Regions from separate parts of the Hordeum vulgare genome. Here regions 1 and 2 are each linked to region 3. A link is a contact called in public Hi-C and HiChIP or PLAC-seq data. All regions are on one chromosome and are shown on one strand. Each heading gives the region's core, a stretch centred on a gene start, on an enhancer-like site or on the middle of the called end of the contact. The rest is flanking DNA. Distances are from core to core; before and after follow the strand shown. Region 1 holds the start of LOC123401334 (succinate--CoA ligase [ADP-forming] subunit beta, mitochondrial). Region 2 holds the start of LOC123401823. Region 3 holds the start of LOC123401481 (E3 ubiquitin-protein ligase PRT1).

The links. Hi-C and Micro-C count contacts between places; a contact is called where the count stands out from the background. HiChIP or PLAC-seq counts read pairs in DNA pulled down with a chosen protein or histone mark.
Region 1: a contact with region 3 is called in a Hi-C map of seedling, with 5 times the contacts expected there. The contact joins the promoter of LOC123401334 here to the promoter of LOC123401481 in region 3. A contact is called at or near these places in 1 of 6 Hi-C or Micro-C datasets (seedling) and 1 of 1 datasets of contacts at active chromatin or transcription factors (embryo).
Region 2: a contact with region 3 is called in an H3K4me3 HiChIP or PLAC-seq map of embryo, with 7 times the contacts expected there. The contact joins the promoter of LOC123401823 here to the promoter of LOC123401481 in region 3. A contact is called at or near these places in 1 of 6 Hi-C or Micro-C datasets (seedling) and 1 of 1 datasets of contacts at active chromatin or transcription factors (embryo).

The regions. Positions count from the first base shown.
Region 1 is chr6H:373,428,457-373,433,026 of MorexV3_pseudomolecules_assembly, forward strand. LOC123401334 (succinate--CoA ligase [ADP-forming] subunit beta, mitochondrial) reads left to right here and starts at 1,788. Exons shown (of 12, transcript XM_045095119.1): 1 at 1,788-2,024; 2 at 2,171-2,281; 3 at 2,975-3,086; 4 at 3,873-3,937; 5 at 4,458-4,535. The coding sequence starts at 1,923.
Region 2 is chr6H:373,020,944-373,025,402 of MorexV3_pseudomolecules_assembly, forward strand. LOC123401823 reads right to left here and starts at 2,952. Exons shown (of 1, transcript XM_045095677.1): 1 at 1,917-2,952. The coding sequence starts at 2,640. The coding sequence ends at 2,200.
Region 3 is chr6H:372,458,268-372,463,143 of MorexV3_pseudomolecules_assembly, forward strand. It overlaps LOC123401481 (E3 ubiquitin-protein ligase PRT1), which reads right to left and starts at 3,128. Exons shown (of 8, transcript XM_045095304.1): 1 at 2,822-3,128; 2 at 2,292-2,320; 3 at 2,035-2,214; 4 at 976-1,047; 5 at 712-888; 6 at 412-615. The coding sequence starts at 2,937.

The DNA of each region.
Region 1 (4,570 bases), core at 538-3,037, 970 kb after region 3:
CGTTGCTAGTTTCTCCATAGATAGATCCTTGTTTGGCGTAGGATTTTTTTGAAATTACTACGTTCCCCCAACAAACGTTTGTGTATGCTTGATCGACCCAAACGGACAAAAAACGAACAAAATCGCCGTCCGTTTGGGTCATCCCGTTGGAGTTGCCCTTAGACGGTAGCATCTAATGGGGTACCGCCAATGTCTTAGGCGGTAGCATCTAATGGGCTACCGCTAACGTCTTAGGCGGTAGCATCTAATGGGCTACCGCTAACGTCTTAGGCGGTAGCATCTAATGGGCTACCGCTAGTCTTTAATGGTAGGGTATTTTTCATGCCAAACGGACATGATGGTCTAGTTAAGTGTTTCCGTCATGGACCTTGATGGTACAAAGTTAAATCCACCCTCCCCCCCACACAAAAAATATATTAAAGCGAGGTCATATTCTATTTAACTTTTTGAAAAAGGTCAAAACACAAAAATCGACCACAAGGAGGCGGAGCGCTCAAGCTTTCATGGGCTGGTCCAGTTGGAGCTAGCCCATTCACACCATCAAACCCGAGCAACACACTTTTTAGCATATTTTTCATCGAAATCACTAGTTAGAGAATACACCTTCCAACGATTACTTCCACCTTCAGAGGTTGTGACAAGTGGCGCACTACATGCGTGCCACTTGTCGCAACCTGTAGTTTTCCCTTTATTCGTAGATCCATATTTTCAAAACGTTTTATCTCCTAAACCACGCGTTCAAATATCGAACCGTTTTCACCGTTGGCTTTCTCGCGTCGAGATCTTCAAATCCAGGTCCCATGTTGATAGATTTTGACAAACATTTTTTCACGAAAAAAACCGGAAGAAAAAAGACGGATGAAAAAACCGTGCCTCACGCGATAGAAAAAACCCAGAAAACGTGTTTTTTCCCCTTTTCGAGAGGCACGGGTCGTGCCTCTCGAGAAGGCAAAACCATGCCTCTCGCGAAAGCAAAACCGTGCCTCTTGTGAGAAAAAAAGAGAGCAGAAAACGCGTTTTCCCCTTTTCGGGAGCCTCTCGCAAAGGCAAAACCGTGCCTTTCGCGGAAGCAAAACCGTGCCTCTTAAAAAAAAACATAAAACACGTTTTTTCTATTTTGGGAGAGGCACAGGCGTGCCTCTCGCGAAGGCAAAATCGTGCCTTTCGCGAAAGCAAAACCGTGCCTCTCGAAAAAAAACATAAAAACACGTTTTTTTTCCATTTCGGGAGAGGCACGGGCGTGCCTCCCGCGAAGGCAAAACCGTGCCTCTCACAAAAAATGAAAACACGTTTTTTTCCTTTCCAAGAGGCACGACCGTGCCTCTCACGAAGGCAAAACGGTGCCTCTTGCTGAAGCAAAACCGTGCCTTTCGCAAAAAAACAAGTTTTTTCTCATAAAAACCACGTTTTTTCTGAATATTTTTTGATTTTTTTATCCAAAAGTTACGAAAGACCGGTGAAAAACCATAACACCAAAAAATATCGGAAAAACCACTAAAAAAACGAAAACGCGTGCGAAAAAATAAAAAAAACAAAATACGAAAGGAACGCTTCGAATGCGCCAAGTGGCGTCGCGCGGGAGCGATCGCTGTAAGGCTCGTGAGGGAGCGCTTGCTAACTAGTTGCTCCCATTTTTCATTAAAAAACACACGTTAAATTTGTCATCAGTGAATGGCAGGTGTGCCCCACGTTATGTCGACCCACATGTCAGTCAAACGACGGGATCCTAAATCAGCGGTCCCTTGGACGTGAACTAGTCCATTTGCTCGGCGCAGCCGCACCCTTTCGCAAGAAAGAAAAAGGAGGGGAAGGGAGAGCAGAATAACATCAGACCCGCAAAGAGGAAGAGCGAAAACAGCATCCCTTGCCTTCCTCCACGCCCGTAGGGTTTCCGGATCGGAGGAGCCCAAGCCGCCGCAGCCATGGTTCACGGATCGCTCGGGAAGTTGGCGACGCGCGCCCTCTCCGTCGCCGGCAAATGGCAGCACCAGCAGCTCCGCCGCCTCAACATCCACGAGTACCAGGTGCCCGCGACCAGATCCCGCCGTTCTTCCCCCACCCCCATCCCATTTTGCTCGATTCGTATCTGTGTGGGTTTGTTTATTCTCGATTTGGAGGCCCGTCTGACCTGTTAGGGTTTCTGCCGGCCTGGCTTATTTGGGTGTCGCAGGGCGCGGAGTTGATGGGGAAGTTCGGGATCAACGTGCCCAGGGGCGCGGTGGTGGGGTCAGTGCAGGAGGTCAAGGAAGTTTTGAAGAACGTCTTCCCCAGTGAGAAGGAGGTGATTCTACCTAGGTTTCTAATGTTTTGTTTTTCGTGTCGTTGTTATCTTTCACTCGTGCAAATGCGAGGCTCGTGCTGCGCAGATAGTATAGAAAGTCGTTGTTGTCTTTCACTCGTGCAAATGCGAGGCTCGTGCTGTGCAGATGGTATTGAAATGTGTTAGTGAATCTAGTTTACTGCGAATTACTGCTGTTAGTTTGTTAGAAATGTATGTTTGGTTGGTAATGTTGCTGTGACGTGCGATACAGTTTGGAAAGGAGGTTATTGGTTGCTATAATCTATAACGTGTGCGTATTCTGATAGCCTCATTCTGGCAATTCGTATGCCTGTATTCTATATTATCAAGTGTGTTAAAAGTAACATTACTTACATGTGTAAATTACTCCACCGCCCTGCAATTGAAGTGAGTCATGTCACGCCATAGTTGCTCTTGGAATTCTAATGCTGTGTTGGCATAGGCTTTTTTGCTAACATTATAACCTCTAAGAAATAAGTCTATTTTTCTCCAAAAGCTGTTTTAATTAACTGAGATGACGTCCCAGTTTCTTCTCAGTATTGAGCTGGGCTGTTCATTCCCAATACGAAGTATGTAGATTTTCATCGCTCATGTATTTCTGGTGCTGTATGTATCATAGCTTGCACCATGTTATTCTCATAGTTCAATTGTGTTTAAAAGATGGCACCATTGCAGATAGTTGTGAAAAGCCAAATCCTCGCCGGTGGCCGTGGATTGGGAACTTTCAAAAGTGGACTGAAGGGTGGCGTTCATATTGTTAAGGCTGAGGAGGCTGAAGGCCTTGCAGGTAAATCTTTGTGAGCGGTAGTTTACATTATGGTATGTGCACATTCATACTGTAGTAACACAGTTTGAAGATATTGTGTGTCCAAGTATTTGTTGAGATGTATCGTAGAGAATTTGACTTACCAAATCCACATTTATGCATAATCCTTGTCATTCTTGGCTGCATTATACTAGAAATGTGCGCCTCCTTGCCAATTTTATGGTATACAACTGTCCATACACATGAAAGCCAAGCATATAATATAACTGAGATCCGTTTGTTTCATTGGTTTTGTCTAAATTGTTGGCATCACATTTATCAGTTGTCACACTGAAAACTGCAACTTTAGCTCATGTGCTTCTATGAAGCGTGACATGACAATTACATTCAGACTTAACTAAACTGATTTATTTTAGGTGATCTTTTCTTGGAATCTACTACCTCCGTACCAAAATATAAGACGTTTGGCTTACCAAAATGTGTTATATGTTGGTACGGAGGCAATATGTTGTATCCACGTCTTTGTTCCCGGCTATAAGTGTTTACTATTTAATGTTTTGGTTCTGAGTGAATGTGCCTTCCCATTTGAACTTGCATCCATTGGATTTCTAGTGACATGTATTGTTGTTGTTAGTCATTTTCTTCAGAGTGAATCAACTAAATTGTACTCCCTCCGTAAACTAATATAAGAGCGTTTAGATCACTAAAGTAGTGATCTAAACGCTCTTATATTGGGTTACAGAGGGTTACTTCTGAGTTGGTTGTGTGTGTTTTCACTGTAGAGTGTTTGTACTGATTTATCTGCAGCTAAAATGCTTAACCAGGTCCTGGTAACAAAACAAACTGGTCCACAGGGGAAGGTTGTGGGCAAGGTTAGGTTTTTTACTAATCTCATCCCATCTCTATTTCCTTATTGCTGTGATTGCCTTGCTGTTCTTGTTTGCTGTTGGTATACTTCTGCTGTTCAGTTTCAGTTGCGTTATGTAGAATTGCTAGAAACTAACGTTTTAGGTATTTCGTGACTCTTCAGTAAGCAAGTTCTGGCTCCCACGGGCTTGATACTCACCTGACTTGTTTTATATCAATGTTTAGATCTATGATGTATGCACCAATTCCGGTCTACTTACGTTCATATGAAGTAAGACACAATAATAATATACAGTTAAATGGACCATATCACCATACCCAGTATTTTGTTCTTGCCGTGCAATCACAATAGTTCTTCCCCTTGTTAATCTACAACATTCTTCTGAGTTATTTTTTAATACAATAGTGCATTAGCATTTCAACTTCTCAGGTAAATGATATTCAAATAATGCTGCTGTTATTTAGTTCTGCTGGATTCAGTGAAACATTTTTAACTACTGATATTTTTTCTGTTCTGTTTGACAGGTCTACTTATGTGAGAAAATGTCACTTGTTAATGAGATGTACTTTGCGATCACTCTTGATAGGAAGACTGCTGGTCCAGTATGTCACTGATCACTGGCCCGCTTGTTCATTTT
Region 2 (4,459 bases), core at 1,702-4,201, 560 kb after region 3:
CACGAATCACACAGCCCCAGGCACCCCTTCCTGACTCCTCATAAAAAGTTGCATCAAAATTTACCTTAACTGAATCTGTTGGGGGTGGTTGCCAGTCTTTCTGAACATTCACTCTCCCAGGTTGTACCTTGTTCTCTCCCTTGTAATCCTGTAGGTGTCTCTGGATATTGTGTAAAATATCATCTGTGGACCTCAGTTTATCACCTGCATTCACCTTGTTTCTAGCATTCCACCACTCCCAAAGCAAGATGAGACTAGTGTCCCGCCTTGTGCTCTGTAAATTCCATAGATGATCAAACACTTGCCTTGGGCTAGTACAGCTTAGCATAGCAATCCTTGTGTCCTCCAGATCAAGAGAGCGCCAAATCTGCCTCACTGCTTTGCATTTCAAAAAGAGATGGCCGCCGTCTTCATCAAAGCGGTTACAAACCGGGCATCTCGTGTCAAGCTCAACATTCTTCTGCTTGATGTTCATAGGGAGAGGAAGGCTGTTAAGAGCAAATCGCCATAAGAAATCTGGATCTTGCCCGGCATGTTGGAAGTCCACAGCCGCTGCCATTCATCCTTTCCCTTTCCACTTGTCGTAGAGGTCCCCGCATCGCGACACAGCTTCGTATCCCGTAACCTGGCTCCCACTTGGTACGCATATTTCACTGAGAACTTGCCTTTAGGATCAAAATGCCACGCAACATGGTCCTCCATCTCAGCTCTTATCGGAATTTTAATTTTCAGAATTGCAGCCACATCACTGGCGTCAGCCCATTCCTCTCGGGCTCATCGTTTAGATTAAGGGGTATTGCCTTCCGAAGATGGCCGCAATGGCCCTGAGCTGCGGTTTTTGGAGAGGAGAGTCAAAGACGGTCCAGAGCAGGCCCATGGCGTCCTCTGAGACGGCAAGGTCATCGCAGTCAAAACCCAAGGTCTCCTCTGAGACGGCCAGGTCATCGCAGTCAAAACCCAAGATCTTGAGTAACACGGGCTCAACAGCCGTAGCTTTCGTCTTCCTAGGACCACGTACACCCAACGAGCGTGTAGTACGTCTGGGCCGGTCTTGCCCGGCTTTCACCCCACGCAAGCCTTCGAATTCCTTCAGCAATGGCGGAGCAAGTTTAAGGAGCCCAGCACAGAAGGTTTTAATGTTTTGCCAGCGTCAGTTTTGTAAGCCAAATTAACACAGTAGCAGAAAAGTCCAAAGGTTGACCGTGCATAATTTAACTGTCTATCTGTTGTGACACCTCCCATGCATGCAAGAAGAATTGACCGAAAATTGAACGAGAAATCGAGAACAATGACTTATCGGACAGAAAAGAAAATGAGAACAAAGACCAATACCATGTTTCACTCTTTTCGGTTTCCTTGAGAAATGCATAATTGTGTGCCCAGGTGACCAGGTCGACACCCTTTCATCCTCTTTTTCTTTTTCTGATAAGAACAGGCAATCACCTCATGGTGAACAAAATGGCAAAATTTCAGACAAACATGGCGGTACATCGCCTTAGCAAATGGAACAGATTCTTCACCAGATAAAGGGACAACCGAGACACTTGGGTTTAAGACACAGTACAATGTGGGAGGCGTCCGTGCAAAATCAGAGTTGGACATGGATCAAATCGCCTGGTAATTTGAAATTAACCACATCACTAGAACAATCGTCGAACGTAATGCTCCCTGGAGGAAGTTGCTTCCACACGCGATGCCAACAAAAGCCGACACTCTCCGCCGTTGCTCAATTTAATCTCGGAGGAATAGCTAAAATTATACTAGGACAGTAGGAGTAGAACATATGCAGGCGAGGGATTTCATGCAGTCAATTATCAAGCATCTCTATGCGCTTTTGTTCGGCAATACTCGGTAGCCGGAGATCATATCGAACACCTTCCGATACAGAGCTCACATAGCAGAGACGAACACACATGTTAACAAGTACTCACGATTAGTAGAGACGAACACACATAGTAGTAGTACTACTACTACCCCATGAAATTCTAGTACCGCTAGTTTCTCACCAAATCTACATGAAATTTTTAAAACGAAACAACTAGAACCTGAAAATAGAAAAAGGAAAAGGATCTGGGCAAAGTAACCACCACCACTTGCTATGTCCAAAAGCATGGGTTCACCGCCGCCGGGTCGGGCGCCTCGGGAGCCGTGCACGCGGTACGCACCTGGACGCGAACCGCCGCCGGGCGCGTGCCTCCATCACTCCTTAATCCGGAGCCAGCGGCCGAGCTGCGTCGGGTTGACAACCCCGGGGATGCGGGTCCCGCCCGCCATGAGCAGCATCGACGCCTCGGCGTACCTCCTCGCGGGGTCGGGTCCGGGTGCGGGGCGCGGCGTGGCGGTCTCCTTCCGGCCCGGCGCGGGGGGGCGCTCCCCGAGGAGCGTGCCGAACTTGAGGAACTCGTGCGCCAGGTACCCGGCGAGCAGCTTGCTGCTCCCTTCCTGGGGAGGCGGCGTCGGCATGGGAGGCTTGTTGGCGAACCGCGACAGTTGGTGCGGCTTGTTGCGCAGCAGCTCCGGTTTGCCGGGCGGCGGCGGGAACAGCGGCTGCCGCTGCTCCGACGAAGACGAGTACTCCCGCTCCTTCCGTTTCCCCAGCGCGCCGCCGCGTGGCGCGTCCATCCTCGCGCAGATCGACATCCCGACGCGCCCCTCCGCCACGACTGTAGCGGCCGGACGGGATCGCCGATAGCGGCAGGGGGACGAGGAAAATATGAGGAGGAAAAAGGAAACTGGTTTAAAAGGCTAGAGTACAGAGGAAGAGGAGTTGTGCGGGTGCTGCGGGACCCACTGGAGAGCAAATCCGTACGATCGGGGTGTGGGGTGGGGGGAGCAAAAATGCCGGGGCGAAGAGAGAGAGAGGGAGAAGACACCGAACGAAACGGAGATTTTGGTGGAAAAAGAGGGGGAGGAGGGAGAGGGGGCTCTCTGCAGAATGGGGCTGGGCGGAGGGGAAGATGGGGTGGCCGGGTGCGGTGGTCTATTTATATTGAGCTGTTTGGTAGTTGCCATCGGGTACGCTGTAAATAACAAAAATGCCATCATGTAAGATTTCGCCCACTGGCTGGGGGAAATTAATGGATTTTTTTATAACAGGGGAAATTAATGGTTCTGAACAGACTGAGGGTATGGTTGTCATTTTATATGGTTAGCATTGCGTGGGCATGCAATTTGGGTTAACATTATCGTCCAATTGCGCTTATCGGCAGTAATTAGCCCATTCAATTGCATTAAAGAACGTTCTCTCATTGCCTCCCAGGCACGACACAACCACGACCGTCGGATGACTTGCACGAATCGCCGTGATGGGTTAATGTGGGAATCGCTTTTCACCACTTTGTGATTCAATAAGTAACATTGACCCGCCATGACACGCCTTTCTTATCCATTCTTCTTGCAAACGTAGGGAACATAATGAGAGAGAACATAGGGAGGCAGTAGGTGTGCTGCGGGGGGAGCTTGGAATTGTGCGGCCTACAACGAGGTGTACACACCAAACATGCTCGCCGGGAGCATGAGCGTTTGTCGTCCCTATGGCCTATTAGGGTTTTTGAGAAGTTTGGTGGGGATAATCCTTATAGAATTGGATGAAATCTCAACCTTCACCCAATTACTTCAAATCTCTATTTATCTTCAATTCATTAGGTAGTGATAGTGTATTGGGTGTTGAGAAAAATACACTAAAATTTAGGGTTTATGAAGAAATGTGGAGATGAAACATATCAAATACACTAGAACCAAATGATGTTATGAGATATGTGGGGATTTAGGGGTTTGATCGGAATAATCCCACTAATTCTCTAAAATACACTAGTATCAAACAAGGCCTATCTGATAAGATACTCGCGTGTATTAAAAGAGGCCTGAACTTGTGTGTACAACGTCATAAAATGATTCATCTATTTCCTCATTTCATTCTTGTATTATACACATCAATTAAGCAAGTAAAGCTTCACTAACAACCGTATTAAGGCTGGTTGTAATGGACAGTATCATATACTACTATCATACATATGATACTGGTGTATGATACTACACACGTAATGCATAATATCATATATTAATATCATTAGGATATATCATTTATTACCATGCATGATACATCGTAGCACAACATTTAATATGACTAGTTGAATGCCCGTGCGTTGCAACGGGTTAACAAAAGATATTCAAACACATTGGTCAAATGATGGTGCTGATTTGGAATTTTATGTGAAATATGATGGCATGTGGTTTCAATTCATGTAGTAACACTGACTATTTCTTTCGTTTTTTCCCTCTTCAACAACCAATGTGAATATATTTTTGAACTTCAAAAATTATGGAAGAAAAAGCTAAATTCTTAGAGGCCGCGCGTCAACAATATGTGTATCCACGTGTTGTGTATCCTTAAGCACCCTCTTCGTGGAAGAAGAAAAAACCCTCTTCATGGAAGAAGACATAGAAACAACTTTCTACT
Region 3 (4,876 bases), core at 1,878-4,377:
AGTGTCGATAACACAAACTAGATACTGCCCCAATTTTTATTTTCAATGGGGAGTTTCCGACACATTATACTAGTCTATTTCATATTAACACAACACTATGTTAAGGCTAATGTTTGTTTATCAGTTAGGTGACAACATAGCAGCTGAAGGTAAAATAAGGCACTGCTAAAACCAGTGCAAGTACCCAACAAACAAACAAAATAATAGCAGACGAAAACCATCAATATGGATAACTCTGGAAACAAATCAACTTAAAACGGTGCATTCACAAGTAGCTAACAGAGTAAGTCAAACACCAATTTTACGATTAGCATAATGAACTTGATGCACAGTATTATGTTGTTAAGGTAGAGAGCTATATATTATATATTCTCAATATGTGAGTCCGAGCTACACACAAAAAAGGCTTACTTGAAGATGATCCTTCAGGATTGCATTGGATATTCTCAAGCTGAAGTTTCTTCCGTCTTGATTCATATTCTGCTGGAAAATATTCTTCCAGAAAGTGCTCAAGATCTAAACAAACATTAGGAAAATCTCCAGGGTGAAGACCTCCACAGACTTGACATTTCAATGCTTCATCACCCACGGAAGGTAGACAAGATATGCAATACACTTTTCACAAAACCAAAGATAAATCAGTTTCTAAATAAGAAGAAAAGGGAACTACAAATATTGAGCAACCCCTCTTATTCTAAATTTAGAGCTTACCATGACCACAGTTAAGAACAGCAGGTTGATACAGCAGCTCCTTGCAGATGGGACAAGACACATCGTCTAACTTTATTTTCATTGAATCCTCGTTAATAGTATTGTCATCAACTGAGACTTCTCCTAGAGATCCAGTTTTGCTATCTTCAAATTTGTTGTCCCAATCTTTTCCATTTTCTTGAAAAAGTGCAAAGGTTTATGCATACAGAACTATACTGGGGAAGATATCATTGCAATTTGCAATTACATAAAAAGAATTCTTACCACCATTATTGTTCTTGGAGTTTAAGAACTCGATGATTTGTGGAGAAAAAGTATCCACGCTCCTCTCTTGCTCTGAAATGTGACCCAATTAGAACATATTAATATTACATAATTCATAACAAGCAAATTACAAGGAATACTAATTAACAAAAAAAGGGAAACAAGCGTTTGGCAGAAAGTAATTTAATTTACAATTGAAACCTGATGGTAGAAGAAATCATAGTCAAAAAAGGCGTGCCTAAGCGAGCGCTTAAGTGAGCCTAGGCTCTAGGCGATAGCAAAACACCTAGCACATAACTGCGCTTAATCTGTGCGTAAGTGCGCATAAGCATGCGCTTTGGTCAGAAAAGCGCAAGGCGGTGGCAAAACGCACAATCAACGTCTAGCGCCTTTTTGAACTAGAAATAGGTTCAAACTTAAAAATCAATAGACAACTAAATGGCAGGAAATGTATATTTCAAGGGCTGCTCTGATACCTGCCAAGAACTATATAGCTCATGCTGCATATCATACGATCATTAATACCTCTACACAATCAATACCCATGAGACTTAAACCCTACAGTGATGTTTCTCGCCTCTCCTTCAATATGTCCCGGTGATTTTGCTCAAATCCAAGAAATCTCCATCTCTCGAAACCAGCAACCTCTTTTGCATGAACGCTCACGTTGCCGATTAGGCACAAGTGCAGGCATAGTGAGGGAGAATCCAAAACTAAGCCAACAGCTCAAACATATTCACCTAATACCTCCACCAAGTTCCCATCCTATCTTGACCGGTCAATTTGGGTATGATGGATTTGCAAACAACTTGTGGAGTGTATTCTAGTTTGGTAGAACTGGTGGTATTCTTGCATTCTGGATGTCATTTCCCACACAAATTTGGAAGAAAATAACTTCACATTGAAACAATTCCCAGCATGATTTTTTAAATCATAACTAGTTCTCTAAGAACATCAAATCTACACGATAGACCATACTTCGTACCAAAAACACAATAAGGAAGAAACATATTTCAGGTATGACAAATGGGTTCCATGCTTTGGGCAATGAGCACTCACCTAGTACTTCCTTTTCCCTTTTTTTGTATTCCACAGGTTCAAGCTTTAAAAGCAAGTGATGGAGGAGTTGACAGATACTTGGAAAATGAGTATACGGTTGCCTGCATATTGCACAATGGGATTCCCTGGCGAAATGCATAGCTTTATGGACGCACCAGAAACATGACATATGACCACATGCTGCACCAATGAACGCCAAATGAGATTCAAAAATATACTACAATGGTTTTGGATCATCATAAACAGCAAAACCTTACCAATAACAACTGGTTTATAGAGAAGCTCCCTGCAACACATATTGAACAAACATATGAGATCGTTAGTATATTTGCGCAGAATCTAAGTCAATCCAATGCTCGTCAAGGAGGGGAAAAAAGGTAAGTAACCTGGTAATGTTTTTTCAGGCGTGTAATTAAAACTTTAAAAGTAAAGTGGCATGACATCATGTTGTTTCACCATCACCATCAGGCATCTACCATAATAAGAGTTATAAATCAATTTATTCATGTTTTTCAATGTCCCACGAGGTGTCGAATTAAATCAGTTAAGTCTCACATAGTCCCGTGGCCACACAAATGTGAGTACTAGATTAGAGATAGTGACGAGTTACTGGCACCGAATATCGAGGAGCACGAGTACTGTACGGCCCAATTCGCATCGGATCAAAACGAGGGCCAAATAATAATCTACAGTAGTACGCAGCAAGCGTATCCACGACCCGCGCGGGAGATTATTTGGCCATGGCCACACCAACGGAGAGGAGGAGAAAGGTGGCGTGTAAACTCACAGGCATACGCAGCACTGGAAGCGCGGGTCCTCCAGATCGTCGAAGCCAGCTCCTCCGGCGGCGGCCTCCTCCTTCTTCTCCGTGGGGTGGCTGGAGCTGCTCTCGCCGGAGGCCATCCTCCTCGACGGCAGCGGAACGAGGATGGGGATTCGGCAGGTGGCCGGGATGAGCAGCCTGATGGAGATGCGAATGCGATGACTCTGCGAGTGCCGAGTTCCGAGTGCGCGAGAAAAAGGGCCGGGGATGAAGGGGCCGAGAGCCGCACCCCGCGGTTTGGGCCTTGGGGAAGAAGTGACCAAAGAGGCCATTCACGTCCGTGTCCGGTTCGTTCGGGTGACATTTTCTCGTGCCTCCACTCCACCACAAAACTACTTAGAGCAACTTTAACCGACCGATCCAAACGGACGACGACTTTGTCCGTTTTTTGTTCGTTTGGGTCGGCCGAGCGGACATCAATGTCCGCTTCAGCATTTGGATCGGCGGATGTGTTTAACATTGGTCGGACCCATTTTTACCAGCGTGTGAAAAAAATTGCTAAAATAATAAACAAAGTCATAATTCTTTACCTAATAATAAAGAGGCTACCTTTTCTGTCGGAAAACCCGTCGTGGCTTTTTACAAAAACACCCCTGCAATTTTATGTATTCAACCCGCGGTCCCTATCGCCTCGCCTCGCCTTGCCCGCCTTTGCATCACCCAGATCCGCCTCCCCTCTGCATCGCCGCGCTTCGACGCCATTCAACCACTGCGTGCTGCTGCGGTGCCCGTCCGTGTCCTTCGAGGACGGGGCGTGCTGCTGGACGGCGTCAACGAGCGCCTGCTCACACAGGATCGCCACTATGTCAACCTCAGCCGGGGCAGCATCCCCGCCGCGCCCGCCGGGCAGGGCACGGACGAGGTGTCCTACCAGCGGCTCTGCATCCCCCTGGACGATGGTGGGGTGATCACGCTTGATTGGCCCGCTAACCTGTATCTGGACAAGGAGCATGGCCTTGATTCCACGGTGCTCATCGTGCCCGGCACCCCCGAGGGGAGCATGGACAGGGGCATCGAGATGTCCGTGCTTGACACTCTCAAGAATGGCTACTTCCCCATTGTCATGAATCCCAGAGGGTGCGGCGGATCACCGCTTACTACGCCAAGGTGAAGTTATTCACTATAGCTCTTTCACAGCCTGCGATTCCGCACATTTATGTAAACTACTGTAGCAGTTAATCATCAGAAATAGTTGTGCATGCCAAATTTTCAGGCTATTATTTCGCGGTGGTAGAAACAGTGATTAATAGTGAACTATATCTGAAAATGGCTATATTATCTTTTTTTGGATCATATATTTTTGAGTGACCACTTAAAAAAAGTGCATAGTTTAAGTACTAAATTGACTAAGATATTCCAACAGGAAGTAGTACATGTTTGATTTAGAATTTTGTTCCTTCCTTCTGAGACAAGCGCTAAATTGCCAAAAAAATCAGTTTATGAAAGCAAAATTAGATCAGTAAGTGCAGCTTCAAAGCTATAGGAAGTACTCTGTATTTCATAATTGCAACGTGATATTGTCAAGTAAAGTTTAACCAGTGAAGTGAAACATAGTTTTACCGTACTAGCTGCTTACATGTTATTTTATCGAGCCATTAGCAACCATTTGTGATCTAAGAATTCTTGTAATCCGGGAACACCAGGGACCTCTATAGTGATTGCTATGTTGTCGACTTAATTGTTAATTCACCCCCTCTATATAGAGGAACATCACTGCAATACTGTACTTTGTTGATGGTTATTCACAAGTCTTGATGCGTTGCAGTGATGGATATATTGCCTAAAATCTTAGGTCTTCGAAACAAACTTCTTCTGTAGGTTATTTACAATGGCTGGCAGTGATGATATATGTACAACGATCCGCTTTATAAACAGCAAAAGGCCATGGACAACAATAATGGGTGTTGGGTGGGGGTATGGTGGAGAAGGGTTAGAGAGGCTCGCGGAAGGCCAACGACTCCTGCCCCGCCCCGCCAAACCTCCTGCCACGGAAGGCCAACAAGGTTGGGGCGTCGGAAC